3 separate regions of the Mus musculus genome follow, and regions 1 and 2 are each linked to region 3. The links are chromatin contacts, called in public HiChIP or PLAC-seq maps. All regions are on one chromosome and are shown on one strand. The core of a region is the stretch at or near the end of the contact, and the rest is flanking DNA. Distances in the headings are between cores, read along the strand shown. Region 1 overlaps Uggt1 (UDP-glucose glycoprotein glucosyltransferase 1). Region 2 overlaps Uggt1 (UDP-glucose glycoprotein glucosyltransferase 1). Region 3 holds the start of Neurl3 (neuralized E3 ubiquitin protein ligase 3).

The links. HiChIP or PLAC-seq counts read pairs in DNA pulled down with a chosen protein or histone mark.
Region 1: an H3K27ac HiChIP or PLAC-seq map of the HPC-7 cell line shows a contact between it and region 3, with 7 times the contacts expected there. The contact joins the enhancer-like site here to the promoter of Neurl3 in region 3. A contact is called at or near these places in 3 of 39 promoter capture datasets (the 3T3-L1 cell line, macrophages and stem cell-derived epiblast-like cells), 2 of 15 datasets of contacts at CTCF or cohesin (the G1E-ER4 cell line and large pre-B cells), 4 of 484 Hi-C or Micro-C datasets (bone marrow-derived macrophages, liver, nephron progenitors and 1 more), 3 of 115 datasets of contacts at active chromatin or transcription factors (CD8 T cells, the HPC-7 cell line and embryonic stem cells) and 3 of 9 other capture datasets (adipose tissue, liver and pancreatic islet).
Region 2: a contact with region 3 is called in an H3K27ac HiChIP or PLAC-seq map of the HPC-7 cell line, with 14 times the contacts expected there. The contact joins the enhancer-like site here to the promoter of Neurl3 in region 3. A contact is called at or near these places in 21 of 39 promoter capture datasets (the 3T3-L1 cell line, the C10 cell line, the HPC-7 cell line and 12 more), 5 of 15 datasets of contacts at CTCF or cohesin (CD8 T cells, the G1E-ER4 cell line, the NIH/3T3 cell line and 2 more), 122 of 484 Hi-C or Micro-C datasets (the 4T1 cell line, the 63-12 cell line, the AML12 cell line and 75 more), 18 of 115 datasets of contacts at active chromatin or transcription factors (CD4 single positive thymocytes, the HPC-7 cell line, T-cell acute lymphoblastic leukemia and 13 more) and 5 of 9 other capture datasets (adipose tissue, embryonic stem cells, liver and 2 more).

Annotation. Positions count from the first base shown.
Region 1 is chr1:36,178,859-36,181,563 of GRCm38.p6, forward strand. It overlaps Uggt1 (UDP-glucose glycoprotein glucosyltransferase 1), which reads right to left. Exons shown (of 41, transcript NM_198899.2): 19 at 701-821. It also overlaps the pseudogene Gm18750. Among named protein-coding and RNA genes, the nearest start is that of Mir6897, 36 kb to the left of the region's middle. Within about 2 kb of position 1,378, at least 8 of the 459 cell types and tissues checked have an H3K27ac peak or open chromatin away from gene starts, as enhancers often do. A contact at or near this core is called in the G1E-ER4 cell line and the HPC-7 cell line, where this site is marked.
Region 2 is chr1:36,148,138-36,150,842 of GRCm38.p6, forward strand. It overlaps Uggt1 (UDP-glucose glycoprotein glucosyltransferase 1), which reads right to left. Exons shown (of 41, transcript NM_198899.2): 38 at 1,908-2,022. Among named protein-coding and RNA genes, the nearest start is that of Mir6897, 5.2 kb to the left of the region's middle. Within about 2 kb of position 1,449, at least 36 of the 459 cell types and tissues checked have an H3K27ac peak or open chromatin away from gene starts, as enhancers often do. A contact at or near this core is called in CD4 single positive thymocytes, CD8 T cells, the HPC-7 cell line and 10 more, where this site is marked.
Region 3 is chr1:36,272,047-36,274,746 of GRCm38.p6, forward strand. It overlaps Neurl3 (neuralized E3 ubiquitin protein ligase 3), which reads right to left and starts at 1,379. Exons shown (of 4, transcript NM_153408.2): 1 at 1,292-1,379. The coding sequence starts at 1,319.

The DNA.
Region 1 (2,705 bases), core at 128-2,627, 93 kb before region 3:
CACATGTGACAGGGAGAAGTTAAAGTTAAGAGACTTTGCTGAGTGAGGGGCTGTTTTATGGGAATTTTGACAGACTAAAATGTTGGAAAGGCAAAAGTATCGTTGAAGTCCTTGGAACTGAATTGAAGGTCAATGAGGAATTAAATTCTCATGGCTCTGTAAGTAGTCTCCAGCACCCAGATCTCCATCTCAGCAAGCGTCACAAGCCCATGCTGGCCATCACAGCCATTACACTGCTCCTCCGGCAGCCTCCCACCCCACCTTAAACTCCTGAGAGTGTCACCCAGGCTCTAGCTCCTACAGCCACCTGCACAGCTGCAGCCTTCCCACTGGGGACAGACCATCATATACTGTACCCAGCTAGACTGCCATTTTAAGATTTTTATTTTATGTGTATTTTATGTGTATTTTATGTGTATGAGTGGTTTGACTGCATGTATGTATGTTTGAGTCTGGTGCTTCTGGAGACCAGAGAGGGAGCTGGACCCCATATCCAAGTACTCTGCAAAAGCAACAAGGACTTCTCACCACCGAGCCATCTCTTCAGCCCCCAGATTTATCTTTTCTAGAAGGAAATGCTTGTGAGTTTAGAAGGACAGGCCATAATTTTGAGCTATCTTCTTAATATTATAATCTAATAAATTTAAGAATGTGAAGCACAAATCCAAAAGCCAAGAGTTGCTACTGAAATGTTCCTTACTGCTTGCTGTTAGGTCCAGATACTCTCGCTTAGCTGTCAGAATCCTAGAGTTGATTCTTGGAACAACATTTGGCTGATTCATGATGTACTCTACCACATCTTGATCATGGGACAGCTCACCCTGTATGAAAAAAGAAAAGGGGCAGAAGTGTTTAAGGAGTATCAGCAATGAAATTCACTAGAAATAGAAAGTTAGTAGCTTTGTAACAGCTGGCTAGATGTTAACAGTCAAGGACAGATGTTCATGTGAGCCCAGGAACAAGCAGAGTATGGATGGACACACACAGTGCCTCTAACTCTATTGAAACACTGGGGTGCCAGGAGGCTCGGAACAAGACAGCCAGGCCAGCTTTCCCATGGTGTGGAGTGGTGGAGGCCAGCCACTGTGTGGAGTCATTTCTCTTTTTCCACCTTTACATAGGTTCTGGGAAATCCCAGGGTTCTCTTTATTTGAGCTGAGTAATGTCTCAGTAGCTTTTCCCTGGGATATTTGCAAACACAATTAGGAGAAATTATTACACATCAGATGGGCTAAAATGAAGCTGGTCAAATAAACAGTTGGAAAAAGGGAAGTTCCATTTTCTGATGTTCTCCAGATCTCAAGCACGATATCCAGGGGACCACAAATGGCCAGGAAAACCCACAGGGAGCCCTCGACTCTGATAACTAATCTAGACAAGCAGTAACTGAAGGCTGCCGCTGGGGTGTGGCAGAGTGAGTGTTTCCTTAGCATACACAAGGCCCAGGATTCAACCCCTACCACCAAACACAGACACAAAAGGCGGTTAAGATCAGCTGAGGATTCAAGTCACGTCCCAATGTGAACCAACTGAGATACTTGGGGAAATATTTTCCATCTAATTTTCACCTAATAAGTGAAAAATATGTTCACTTACTAGCAAATTAATATGCTAAGTAGATATTGGCAGAGTTCACACACAACAAAGAATCTATTTAAGAAAGTCATTATAAACCAAGCAACAGCTGTAACAACAACGAACAGCACAAGAATGAACGTCTCCCTCATAGGGTGAAGACTCAGATTCAAAGAGTTATTATAGCTGACATGTCCAATTAGAACAAGAAAAATACTACAACAATCAAAGAAAAAAAATACACACAAAATCAAAATATCAACAAAATCCAAGTGGCCAATATATACCATGCTTGGAAAAACCCAAACAGTAGACCTAAAACACAAAGAACTTACATAATCTGTATTAGTATACTCCAACAGCAGCAGCAGCCATGGCCATGAACGAAGTGTAAAACTCAAGATTGCCAAATAAATACAGTCAATAAAAACATAAAATAAGTAAAAGAACCAATTAAAAAATTGGAGTTAAAAATAGCTGGTGGCACACACCTATAATCCTATTACTCTCTGGCAGCAGAAGAGGAGGATTGCCAGTTCAAACACAGTCTGGAGTACATGTAGAGACCTGGTCTCAAACAAACAAACAAAAAAAGCAGATCTAGTGGTCCTCAGAAGACTGAGGCTGAAGACTGGCAAGTGGAGCCCAGCCTAACCTAACAAAAAAGCTCTATAAACACACACACATGTACACACATACAGTGTGCACACACACATGCATGCACACAAACATGTGCACACATACACATAAAATGATTGATGGAGGTATAGGTGGGCAGTCAAGGAGGAAAGAAAGGAGGCAAGGAAAGAAAATACACATAATAACTGACACAGTCCCCGAAGGGTTCATTAGCAGATGTTAGCTGACAGGATAAAAACAAACAGACAATGAACACAAAGATACTTCAAGTAAGATTTTGACTTTTGTTTTTGTGGGTTTTTTCCCCTCCTCTTTTTTCTTTGATACAGGGTTTCTCTGTGTAGCCCTGGCTGTACTGCAACTCTCTCTGTACACCAGGTTGGCTTCAAACTCAGAGATCTGTCTGGCTCTGCCTCCCGAGTGCTGGGACCAAAGGTGTGGGCCACCACCACCTGCATGTATGTATATAGATACATGGATGGATGGATGGA
Region 2 (2,705 bases), core at 199-2,698, 120 kb before region 3:
GCAGTTAAAGGCTTTATCAATGGCCTTGGGCATAGTGTTTTCTCACAGAAATAGGAATGAAAAGTAACTGAGACAATTTCCTTCATCAAACCGTCAACAAAATAAACTTTAGATACTGCTGAACCTGCACTTTCTACTCTGCGGGAAGATAATAATTATACATAATATACTTTATAATATAACACAGTCTTACAGCCATACATATCATGGCTCCCAGTTTAGGGTCTTTATGTGATTCCTGAGTGTGCAAATAAATGAGTGGGTTTCTGATTCTTGTGCCTTTTCTTTTCCTCCTGTTTGTTTTGTTCAATTCTGAATGTGTTAGCTTTTGTTTTATCTTTTTATTCTGTATTCTATTATTATCCCTTAGATGCTATTTTCTACTGAGAGACAGAAAGCAGGTGAATCCAATGTGAGGAGGGGAAGGAACGGGAAACTGGAATCGGGATATATTATGTGAGGGGGAAAATTATTTTCAATAAAAGGAAAAAAATAAAGAAAAGAAACAGCTGAGAGAAAACATGAACAAAAGCAGTCATATGCTCAGAGGTCATGAGATGAGAGCCAGCAGGTGGGTCAAAGACCTGGCAGTGCAAACTGTCACTCTGCATGAGACAGCTGCTAAAGATAAAGGACAGAGGATTCCAGCACAGACTGAAAACAAAAAATACTAAAATGGAAGCAAATATGTTAATTAAAATGAAGGACAAACAGAAGACTAAACTAACTAGACAGGAAACACAAAGAACAAAGGACAAAAGACTAAAATAATAAACTACTAAGATTGAGCAGGGTGGGGGGGCGAGCTGAGTGAAGGTGGTTAGCTGCAGGAAGCTCTACAGGAAGGAAGAGATAGAATGGGGAACGGCTGGTGAAGGGCACAAAACTACAAAGGAAAGTGAGTAGAGGGAACACATCCCCAGGTCAGCAGAGGCCAAGAGGCTAAATAGAAGCATGGTGTCCAGGCTAGACAGCAGGCTCAGTAGAGTCTACAGAGTGGCAAGTGGGCTGCCTCCTGCCTGCCACAGTCAGGGAGCAGGGCAGCAGTCTGCTATCAGGAGTGACATGCTCCTGACGCACGGGGCTCTGGTTATAGCCTTGGCTTTGTAGTGACTCCTTGATACACCTGAAGATGGATTCTTTTAATGGATGCTACATATCACAATAAACAACAACATATTTTAAGAAAGACTTTAAACAAGCTGGGTATTGTGGCTCATGCCTTTAATCTCAGCACTACGGAGGCAGAGGCTGGTGGATCTCTAGACCAGCCCTGTCTACAAAGAGAGTTCCAGGCCAGCCAAGGCTACTAAGTGCTACCTGGTCTCAAAACAGCAGCTGCAGCAGCAGATTGACAGTAGATATCTAAAACACTTAAAGCTACAACTGGGGCTGAGGAGAAGGGTGAGGGTAGGAGCCCTGGCTGCTCTAACACCTGTCTGTCACTCCAGCTCAGGGTGATTGAGACTCCCTCTCCTGGTCTCTGGGAGCACTGCACATACAGTGCATAGACCTACATGCAGGCAAAACACCCATGCACATAAAGACAAATAAACAGAACACAAACCCAAACGAAACAAACCTGTAATTTTACTTCTGAAAATGCTTGTTATTGGAAAAGTTATTCAGCAAGCCTTCCTGAAAGTTCTGACATGGAGGGCAGTCAGGGCTAGAAAATTTTACTACTTTTTAGTGTAAATTCTGAGCTTTTTGACAGTCTCAGAGCCTTTGGGATCAGACAAGTCTCTCTCTCTCTCTCACACACACACACACACACACACTCACTCACACTCACACTCACATACTTTCCATGAAGAAATAGTTCAGTTCTGAGAAAGCACACAAACACTACTTCATTTTCAGACACAAATGGCATACTTGTATGTGTAATGTCAACGGTCACTTACTTGATCAAGATTTGAAAGACTGTTGGGATCCTGGCTCAGACCTTGGTACTGTCCCCTGAGTCTGTCTCCAGCAGCTATTTTCCTAAACTTCTTCAGATCCACGACATACAGCGCACTGAGTGGAGAGGAGACACTTGTTACAGACAAACCATCAATTGATGTCAACAATGAACCCAACTGAATGGTGGGAGAGGTCATGGATGGAACAGGCCAGTGTCCCAGAGAGAGAGTGGAAGATGCCGCAGAGGGCGCATGCACATGGCCAAGAGGATCACACACCTGCAGGCTATGGCCTGCTCTGACGGCTCACTTTGGCCAGCTTTTTATTTTGTTGTCTTACAAGGAAACTAATTTCTGAGGCAAGATTTCTATCTAGGGGCTGGAGAGATGGCTTGGTGGTTAAGAGCACTGACTGCTCTTCCAGAGAACCTGAGTTCAATTCCCAGCAGCCACATGGTGGCTCACAACCATCTGTAATGGGATCTGATGCCCTCTTCTGGTGTGTCTGAAGAGAGCAACAGTATATTCACACACATAAAATAAATATAAGAAAGACAAAAAGAAATCTGGCTAACTCAAAAGATCCAGTGATAAAGATCACTGAAACTGATAAATGATAACAATTTGCCACCACTATCCTGACGACATCTTAAGATAACAGGAGAGGAGCAGGCAGGGTTCCAATTCTCTGCAGCCAAGAAACACGGAATAAAACTGAAGTCACCGCAGCCATCATTCATCTCTGTGTGTGCTCATTTTAACAAGGAGTTACTTAGGGCCCTGAGGATTGTCGCAGAG
Region 3 (2,700 bases), core at 129-2,628:
CTATCAAGAACTAGAGAATTCCTGTTCTAGACCCCATTTTTAAGCCAGGTCCTGAGGTTCCATACAATAGAGAGGTAGTCCTTCTCCAGTGACCCCCACCTTTGTGCTACCCACTGACGGAGGCTGGCCTGGATCTAGACTGCTAGGAAGTTGGGACAGGCCAGCCATGTCTGTAGGGTCATCTCCAGGCCTGGGCAGATGAAGACAAATTATAGTCTCTGCTGCAAGGCTCTGGGGATTTTAGTGATGGATGCTCAGCCACCTGCTCCGTGATGGCCTCCTAACTGCCAGCACCTTCAGCATCAAGGTCTTTGGGATGCCAGGCACCCAGTCAGCCCTTTGCAGAATCCTGTTCTCCCCTCTGCACCCCAGCATGCAGAGCTTGGGGAAGCTCAAGAAAGGTCCCTTCCTGTCCTCCCAGCCCCAAGGAGACTGTGGGCTCAGCTACACAGTTTCAGTCCCTCTCCCTCTCCCACTCCCTCCTCCCTCCTCTCCCTCTCCCACTCCCCCCCCCCCACATCTGTACCTGTTATACCCCATCCCTTTTGGCATTGTTACTGCCCTGCCTTGAATCCAAACACAGCTGCCACAGCAGAGGTGGCTCTGGGCGTGGCCGCCCACTGTGAGCAAGCCTTGGGTGCTTGCCAAGGGCCCTACACAGGGGCACTGATTGGCTTGGGGGGGCAGGTCTAGGGTGCCTGGTCCCCGTCTCTGTTCTAAGGGGTGGCATGCTATTTCCTGCTCACTCACCAGGCCCCTCTGCTAAGGGGACACGTGACCACAGGTACTGGTGTCTCAGAGAAACTTCTTATCTCATTACTATTTAGATATCTACATTTGGAGTCCTAAAGGACAGCAGGGTGGTGGCATAGTCCCAACCTTCAGACGAGAAAAAAACCAAGAGTCCAGGGACAAAAATGACTTGTCCACATTGCCACCGACAATTTGGCAAGGCTGAAATCCCTCGTTTTTCCACCGGCCTCCTAAGCTCTCCCCTTTTCCCCACCCCAGCCTTGATTCTCCCTTATCCAGTTCCTAGATAAAGACTGCTTACAGGTAGTGGGTGGGAAGGAGGGGTGTGTATCTCCGCAGCCATCTTGGACCAGACACCCCGCTTCTGCTGGGTTCCTGGGAAGGCAGGAAGCTCTCGCCCTCGCGCAGCCCAGACCATGGAGAAACCCACTCTAGGAGCCAATGAAGTCTCTGATCTCCCCTTTCCAGACCTCCCACCTGTACTCCATGCAGTCAGGACTCCAGAAGCCAGCTCAAGGCATACGGGAAATCTACTTACTGGCCTCAGGGCTGAGGAGAGAACCCATCAGCCTGAGCTCCTCCTGGGGCACAAGTCCCTGGGTCTGAAGATGTCTGTGAAGGCCAGTGGTCAGGGTTACAAGACTCCGGAAGGTTCCCCTTTTATAGGCTGGAGCTCACGTTACAGAGTTGTTGATTAATTAGATGCTGTCACGCATGACGATATCCGGGACTTTCCCCATGACCTCTCGTGGCTCACAGTGGACTGCTGCTGCAGCAGGCTGGTCTGAGATAAGAAGGGAAGCAGGGGCTGTAACTGTGGCTGCAGCAGACGGTTTTCTGTTTGACTTCTAAGCAGCCCTTGTCTGTGAATTATAATCGCATGTTAGTAAACACCCGTGCCGCCGCCACGCCCTCCCCCACTCTCCCCAACAAAGACTTTGGTGGTCCTGGTCTGGGATGAGATCTGGGCATTGGGAGTTTCAAGAGCATGCAGGAACTTTGATTAGCAGCCGGCATGGTGTCCAACCCCACATAGAGAAGGTGCGCAGCGCTGCTGAAGGTTAACTGATTGAGCTAAATCCTAGGACCTGTGAAGGTGAGGCCGCCCAGTGGCAAGGTTGGTTTGGGGGCTTACAACCCCACCCCCACCCCACCCCCCCTCCCCGCCAGATTAGGTCTTTCTTGAGATTCCAGATCAAAGCCACAATTCTGTGACTTCTGTGGCCCCTTTAAGAAAGGAACGGGGAGGGGGGGGGGCTGGCGAGATGGCTCAGTGGTTAAGAGCGCCGACTGCTCTTCCGAAGGTCCGGAGTTCAAATCCCAGCAACCACATGGTGCCTCACAACCATCTGTAACGAAATCTGATGCCCTCTTCTGGAGTGTCTGAAGACAGCTACAGTGTACTTACATATAATAAATAAATCTTTAAAAAAAAAAAAAGAAAGAAAGGAACAGGAGCACCTGGAAATGACAGTGAGCTAGACAGGACGGGGGGGGCGGGGGGGGGGCGGGGGCGGTTCGACTGAGGAGGGAAATAGAGGGCTGGAGACCCAGGTTGTGTCTGCTGTATTACCTTATGCAGATCCCTTCCTCTTCTTGAGGTCTGATGTTCTGGTTTGGGGACCTTTTCCAGCCAGCATGTGGTGCCTAAGTGAGAAGAAGTGGCCAGGGGAAGGTGAGTGTTATCAGTGTAGCCCTGGTTACCTTAGACATTGCTGTAACCCCTGGACTTTCTTTTTCCGGCCACACCCTTGCTGAGCGCCCTTTGTCACTGCACTAGATGTATAACTTCTGCCAAGACCACAGGTAGCTGCTCTAGAGCCAGTGCCAGTCACCTGGGCCGGAGTCCTGTGGCTTCTAAAGGTTGCAGTTCCCCCGATGCCCCGGCTGGCTCAGTCTAAGAGGTTCAGGCTCCTGGCACCTCCTGGCAGGCACACCAGTCTCTGG